2 separate regions of the Anas platyrhynchos genome follow, and region 1 is linked to region 2. The links are chromatin contacts, called in public Hi-C maps. All regions are on one chromosome and are shown on one strand. The core of a region is the stretch at or near the end of the contact, and the rest is flanking DNA. Distances in the headings are between cores, read along the strand shown. Region 1 has its middle 20 kb from the start of UHRF2. Region 2 holds the start of MLANA (melan-A).

Region 1 (3,657 bases), core at 1,014-3,513, 120 kb after region 2:
ATACAGAACGCTGGACTCAGGTTATTCTACAGTTCCACAGGGAGCTGCAAATAAGATCAAATAACTGGAACATTGGCCTGTGGTGTATTTGTGAAATGGCAGGTATGTGCTCAGACATGACAAAAACTAAATCTATTGCCTTTTGTTCACAGGCTTTAGCTCTGTAGAAGATATCATGTTAACTCTCTAAGTGGCTTATCAAAATACGTTGTTTTTTTTTGTTGTTTTTTTTTTAGCTATAGCTAGGCAATGTTTGCTGATGACTAAGCATCACTATCAAGCCTCAAAACTCTCTTGTGAGTTTGGAAACTTATGAGTAGAGAGATTAATCATAGAATCACAGAAGTTTTTTGTTTTTTTTAAGGGATCATCTAATTCCAAAACCCCCTGCCATGGGCAGGGACACCTCCCACCAGACCAGGTTGCCCAAAGCCCCATCCAGCCTGGCCTTGAACACCTCCAGGGACAGTGCATCCACAGCTTCTCTGGGCAGCCTGCTCCAGTGCCTCACCACCTTCTGAGTGAAGAATTTCTTATAACTGAACTGAATCTACCCTCTTTCCCTTCAAAATGAGTATGCATTGTCCTGTCACTACATTCCTCATCTTTCATTTAGGCCTCTTTTAGGTATTAAAAGGCCACTCTAAGGTCTCCCTGGAGTCTTCTCTTCTCCAGGCTGAACAACTCAAACTCCCTCAGTCTGTCTTCATAGCAGAGATTCTCCAATCCCTTTATCATCTTTGTGAAACCTCCTCCAACTTGTTCTAGTATTTCTATGTCCTTCTTGTGCTGGGGGCCCCAGAGCTGAATGCAGGAGTCTCACAAGAAGCAGAGTAGAGGGGGAGAATTACCTCCCTGTCCCTGCAGGCCAGGCTGCTTTTGATGCAGCCCATAACATGGTTACTGCCACCTCACTTTGAGCGTCTCATCAACCAGTATCATCAAGCCCTTCTCTTCAAGACTGCTCTCTATCCATTCATCAGCCTGTATTCATGTTTGGCATTGCCCCAGCCCAGGTGCAGGGCCTTTGTACTTGGCCTTTCTGAACCTCACGAGATATGCACAGGCCCACCTCTCAGGCCTGTTCAGATCTCTCTGGATGCCATCCCTTCCCTCCAGTGTGTCAACCACACCACACAGCTTGGTGTCATCTGCAAATTTGCTGTGCATGCACTCAATCCCACGGTCACCATCCTTGTCACCATCAAAGATCTTAGATAATACTGATTCCAATATTGGTATATTCAATATTTAATCATGTCATACTGAGGTGTTTTTGCAGTGAATTATTTTCCAAAACCACATTATTGACATGGTAGCAACCAGCTATGCCTGTAAAGAACATTTGACAAAAAGTCAAGAAGCATTTCAACATCTGGACAGTATTTATTCTTATCAATTAGCTATCATTTAAACAAGTCTGATAGCAAACAGGGATGATTGCTCAATGTTTGTTGAATCCAGAGTTTACAAAAAACAGTGGAGCAGTTTGTGAAGGACTGTATGCTGCAGGAGGGGAATGAGCATGACGATGAAGGAACAGCACAAAGCATTACGGACTGACTGCAATGCCCATTGCCCATCCCCTGCACTGGGAGGTGGAGGTGAAAAAATCAGGAGTAGAGTTGGGCCTTTGAAGAAGGTAGGGTTGGGGGAAAGGTGGTTTTAGTTTTGTATTTATTTCTCACTGTTCTACTTTGTTACTAATTGGAAATAAGTTATTTATGCTCCCCAAATCAAGTCTGTTTTGGCTATGACAGTAGCTGGTAAATCATCAGCCTGTCCTTATGTGAGTCTTCTCTATTTCTGTATATGAGATGGCCTAAAGTTACACCAAGAGAGGTTTAGGTTGGATATTAGGAAAAATGTCTTCACTGAAAGGGTTGTGAAGCATTGGAACAGGCTGCCCAGGGAAGTAGTTGAGTCACCATCCCTGGAGGTATTCCAAAGACATGTAGATACGGTGCTTAGGGACACGTAGTGGTAGACTTGGCAGTGCTAGGTCAGTGATTGGCCTTGATGATCTTAGAGGTCTTTCCAACCTAAATGTCTCTACATTGATCTATGATATTTTCTTCTTATTTTCTCCCCCTATCCTGTTGAGGAGGAGGAGTAAGAGAGCAGCTGGGTGGGCACCTGCTGGTCAGCAAAGGTTAACCCACTACAGATACACATCATACTTCAAACATGCAGACCAGGTGGAAAACCACTGTGCTTTTTCTACTCATTCCATATCACAGAACCATCAATAAGCAAAATGTTTGAAGGTGTGGTATTGTAAAGATTGATGCAGCTTGCATTGCTATAGCCTGCAATAGCACTTTGCCTTCCCAAAGTGCTTTATAATGTCAGAATTACGTAAAATATTTACATGCAGTAAAGGTGAATGCAACTTTGATTGTGTACGTTTTGAGCAGAGAAATTTAGACAGAGCAAGGATTTGCCAAAACCAAGTAATTACAAATGGCATAGCCAGAACTCTAAATCGTGTTTCCCAGCCCTATACACATCCCTTCAGTGTTGTGGTAATGGCAGCTTTGTGGTATGTCTGACATCCATGCACATTATCATCACTAAAAAATATGAGAATAAAGTAAGATACCAACATATTTTCCATACCTGCCAGAGTGTGAACACTTTAGATATGAACTGCAAAACAAAGCTAAGTGCCTTGCAAATGTATTAATCAGGATCGAGTTTGACCTTTTAGTATTTACTGATTTTTTCAAAACTGAAATGAATTTTTTTTTGTGTGTTTTTCCCTAAATGAAATGTAACAACTTGTGGATAGGAAGCTTGAAATTACTCTAACCTGAGTGCTTTTTGTAACTTATTATTAATGGATGAGATGATATAGAGTGCTTATGTGTATGTGCGCGACAGAAATCTAAATAAAGATTTTATTAAGTTAATTAACTTATTAAACTTTAATAACTTTTAACCATGGACATGGACTTGCCAACATTGTACTACAAGGTTTCACAGATTATAGTTGTCAGAAAAAGCTTAAAGCCAGTAAAATGTCTACCTTTGCTGTAACGCAGAAGTTAAGATATAAAAAATTCAGACACCAGAGAACTGGATAGTTTAACACAAGATTCACAAATGCTTTTCAGAAGGCAACGGATCACATTAGTGTTCATCAGTGTTCTAATTATAATCTATTCAGGCAAACACTATTGAAGTAAACCTGATCTCTCCTGTCAAATGCAGCTTTCAGTTTCAGAGAGGCTAAGAACTTACTGCAAAGCTTTATCACGAGTCCTTTACTCAGAAAGATCTTGATCGAATCATTTAGGTTGACTTGATTGTGAGACCTACAAAAGAACTTGCTGGAATATAAATTTACTTTTAATTAAAAAACGAAGATGCAATTTTGAGGCACTAATAATATAGATATTTGGAAGAAGAAATGGCTGATAACCCTCCAATGAGCAGCAAGAGTTTTCTGCTCTGCTTGAGAAAATGAGCTGACCTTAAATGAAAGCAGCCAAGCACTCAATGAGAGGAAAAGATTGCAGAGGGGAGCTTCAGAGAGAGATGGTTACAGGCTTCTCATGGGAATTAGAGCCCTCTGGTATGTTCAAGGCCCTGCCACAATCTTCCTTGCTGAGACATAACAAAGAAAAGGTTTATAATAAAACAGCTAGTTGATTA
Region 2 (3,233 bases), core at 472-2,971:
AGAAGGAGCAGAAACCACTGCTTTTGGTATCACATGGATTTTCTGTGTCAGCTTTGCTTATTCTGGAACAAAGAATACTCTTCAGTCAGAACTCCCTCCCAGAAGTGAAGCTTTTCTTCAGTAAAACACATGGCTTGATAAGGAACTCTGTGACATTTTTAAAGTATTACCCAAGGGCCAGCATGTTTCTTTGGGACTTTGTTAGACTGATAGTGTACATTTACCGTTTTACATAGGTATCTACAGAAAGTTTCTCTGTATCTCATTCACACTTGAAACTCTCACTAAATTAATCTGGAATACTGTAAAAGAAACACCAAATCATTTTAGGTAAATAAGCAAATTTATGCTCCTTACTGTTTTTCGTTCTTCCTCCCTTTACTCCTTCTGAAAACAACAACAACAACAAAAACGGTTGTTTCAGACTTTAATGGGTCTTGTGGTGTTAATCACAGAATACCCGGATGGCTGAAGTTGGAAGGGACCTTTGAAGGTCACCTGCTCCAACCCCTGCTCCAGCAGGGATGCCCAGAGCTGGTTGTCCCAGGCCACCTCCAGGTGGCTTTTGAAGGTCTCCAAGGGGAAGACTCCGCAACCTCTTTGGGCAACCTGTGCCAGTGCTCGGTCACTTGCACAGCACAGACGTGCTTCCAAGTGCTTAGCTGGAATCTCCTGTGCTCCAGTTCGTGACCACTGCCTCTTGTCCTGGCACTGGGCACCTCCAAAGAGAACAATCCAAACAAATATCCCATCTAAACAAGATAAGATTTTTACCTTCATTGGGAAAAAGCATGGGAACACACAAGCAGAAGAAATGATCTGGCACTTCCCAGCTCCATGATCACTGAAAATATTGATGTTAAGGCTTTCACCTGATTTCCTAAGGAAACGGATGTTAATTTCACACCCTATTCTTACTGTTTTTTGAACTTGCCAACCAAATTTAGAGCCAGGTTCATCTGTTCAAAGATAACCAAAGTCCTTCAAACTTAAGCAAAAATTTATGACAGAGAGGTCAAGTTATTTATTCACTGGGGAAAAGGGTGAACAGAACATGGACCTTCATGGTCCTTGTATCTTTTGGTAGATACCAGCATTTCTGGACCACCATAGAACACAGAAACTTTGGATTAATTAAAGACTGTTGTTTCTTGTCTGATGTTATGAACAAAATTAGTGTAACGTATGTGCATACAAAAACAGAGATGATGATAATTCACATAAAATCCACAAAACCAGGCCCTATTAATTGTGCAGCCCATAGAAGAGAGTTTCTTCTTGTTGCAGCATTTGCTTGCCAGTCCAGAATTTAACTGTACTTGCTCTAATCTAAGACACTTTGATCATAGCATAACAGCATCCATCTCTGAGTTCTGCTCCACAGAACTTTCTGCTCGGTGTTACAATGGTACAAAAAGCATGGATAAAAAAAGCTTTAGTTAAACACTTGCAGAAACTCTGTTTACATCAACCCTCAGCAAAAAAAAAAAAAAAAAAAAAAAAAAAAAAAAACAGCCAAAAATCAAAACATGTCTTAATCTAGGAGTATGTTGCCCACTTCAGGAAGTCATTCTGTGTAGGCAGGTAATGGTGTTGAGCCATTTCTAAGAAGGCATGTAATAACATGAAGAAATAACAGACTTCTGAGCCGCTTGTGAAGAGGGAAGGATACAGACTATGAGAAGAAAGTGAAAAGTTGTCTACTGGCCCCTTTCACGCTAATTAATGCATTCAGAAGCTGTACTGAAAGGAATTTAAACTCGTGATAGTCATAAGAGAACAGATCAAAGAAGGAAAAAAAAAGAGATCAAGTCAAAGAAAGCTGTACATGCTTTTAGTCAACAGACAGAATACAAGTCTGAAGGAGGTAAGATTTGTATTTTTTTTATTCTACTCAAACTTTTCTATCTTGATTAAAAATTATGCTTCAGCAGAGGCTTAACTGACTCTTAGTGAGTTTTGAAAATATTTTGCTTCCTTGGCTAGAATTCTCTTCAGCAAGGTCACCAGTTTTTATATTCACCCCAGTAAGGTAGGAAGATGTGGTAGATACAATCAAATAGGATCTGTTGTCGTGCTGCTTAAATGACAGAAACATGATTACTTGTGGATTTTCCTTTGTAACTGTTCAGACTATTTTTAGTTGGAAGATTACTTTCTTAAAACTGAAACTTAAGATTATAACTTCCCTGCATTCCTAAATGCAGCTTGTCAGCAGGTATAAGTTAGTAACCATCTGAAATCAACAGATCTTTGACAATTTATGTTGACTGAACATCTGGCCTTTGAACATTTATAGAGATTAATAGAAATAAAGAAACACATCCCCAAAGGCATATAATATGCATATAATACTATATGCATATTTTTTCCCAAATATTTCTTTCTGTTCAGGCAAAATACCTTTTTTCTTCTCCCTATATACCTAAGAGACTTTAATTCAGAACTGTTATCAGTTGGTGCCTAGAGAGACCATGTCAGATCATAGTCTGGTGCACTCAGATGCAAGTAACTTGGTGACAGTGGAACTGTTCATAGTTACCGTTTTGAGTTTTGCCTTAAATTGGGACAGTTTCAAATATATATGGATCTATATGGACTCTATCCTGAAAATAACAGATTGTCCTATCTCTCCTAAATGATCATACTCAATGAAAAAGTTGATAATATTATGCCTTAAAGATAACAAATTATTTCTTGCACTTTAGGGCCATAGTTCTGTCCTGTGGGTTTGAACAAGACTAAAGTCTCAAAATGCCCAGAAGAAACCACCATCCAGATGGCAACTTTTTCAGAGGAAAAGGACACAGCTATCTTGCATTAGAAGAGTAAGCATAAACCAAAACCTATTTTAGCATGTAAGCTGAAAGAAAAAACTTACATTGAAAAGAAATTTACAAAATAGTATCAGAAAAAAAAATCTCTGATGTATGTAGGTGTAGTGCATTTTGTCTGTTTTGTAGCTGTCTGTAATGTTTGTCATTGCATTACCTAAAAATGCATGCAATGGTTAAGAAAAATAAGATCTGCAGAACTCAAGAATATGGAGATTGATTATATGATCGCAAGTAATCAGCTATTACAATAAAATTGCTGGGCTTATTGAGGATCACTTAGAATTACATTTCTGAGGCTGGTGCAATGTGATATATACAGTAAGATTTGCCTCCAGGTCTACATACCTCTCTTCAGAATCTCAAAAAGGCATCATCTCACCCTAAAGAATAACACCA

The links. Hi-C and Micro-C count contacts between places; a contact is called where the count stands out from the background.
Region 1: a Hi-C map of subcutaneous adipose tissue shows a contact between it and region 2, with 4 times the contacts expected there. The contact joins the enhancer-like site here to the promoter of MLANA in region 2. A contact is called at or near these places in 4 of 8 Hi-C or Micro-C datasets (F1 follicle, liver, skeletal muscle and 1 more).

What each region holds. Positions count from the first base shown.
Region 1 is chrZ:30,601,803-30,605,459 of IASCAAS_PekinDuck_T2T, forward strand. No RefSeq gene overlaps it. Among named protein-coding and RNA genes, the nearest start is that of UHRF2, 20 kb to the right of the region's middle. Within about 2 kb of position 2,264, at least 1 of the 8 cell types and tissues checked has an H3K27ac peak or open chromatin away from gene starts, as enhancers often do.
Region 2 is chrZ:30,484,273-30,487,505 of IASCAAS_PekinDuck_T2T, forward strand. It overlaps MLANA (melan-A), which reads left to right and starts at 1,722. Exons shown (of 5, transcript XM_038171022.2): 1 at 1,722-1,867; 2 at 2,709-2,828. The coding sequence starts at 2,755.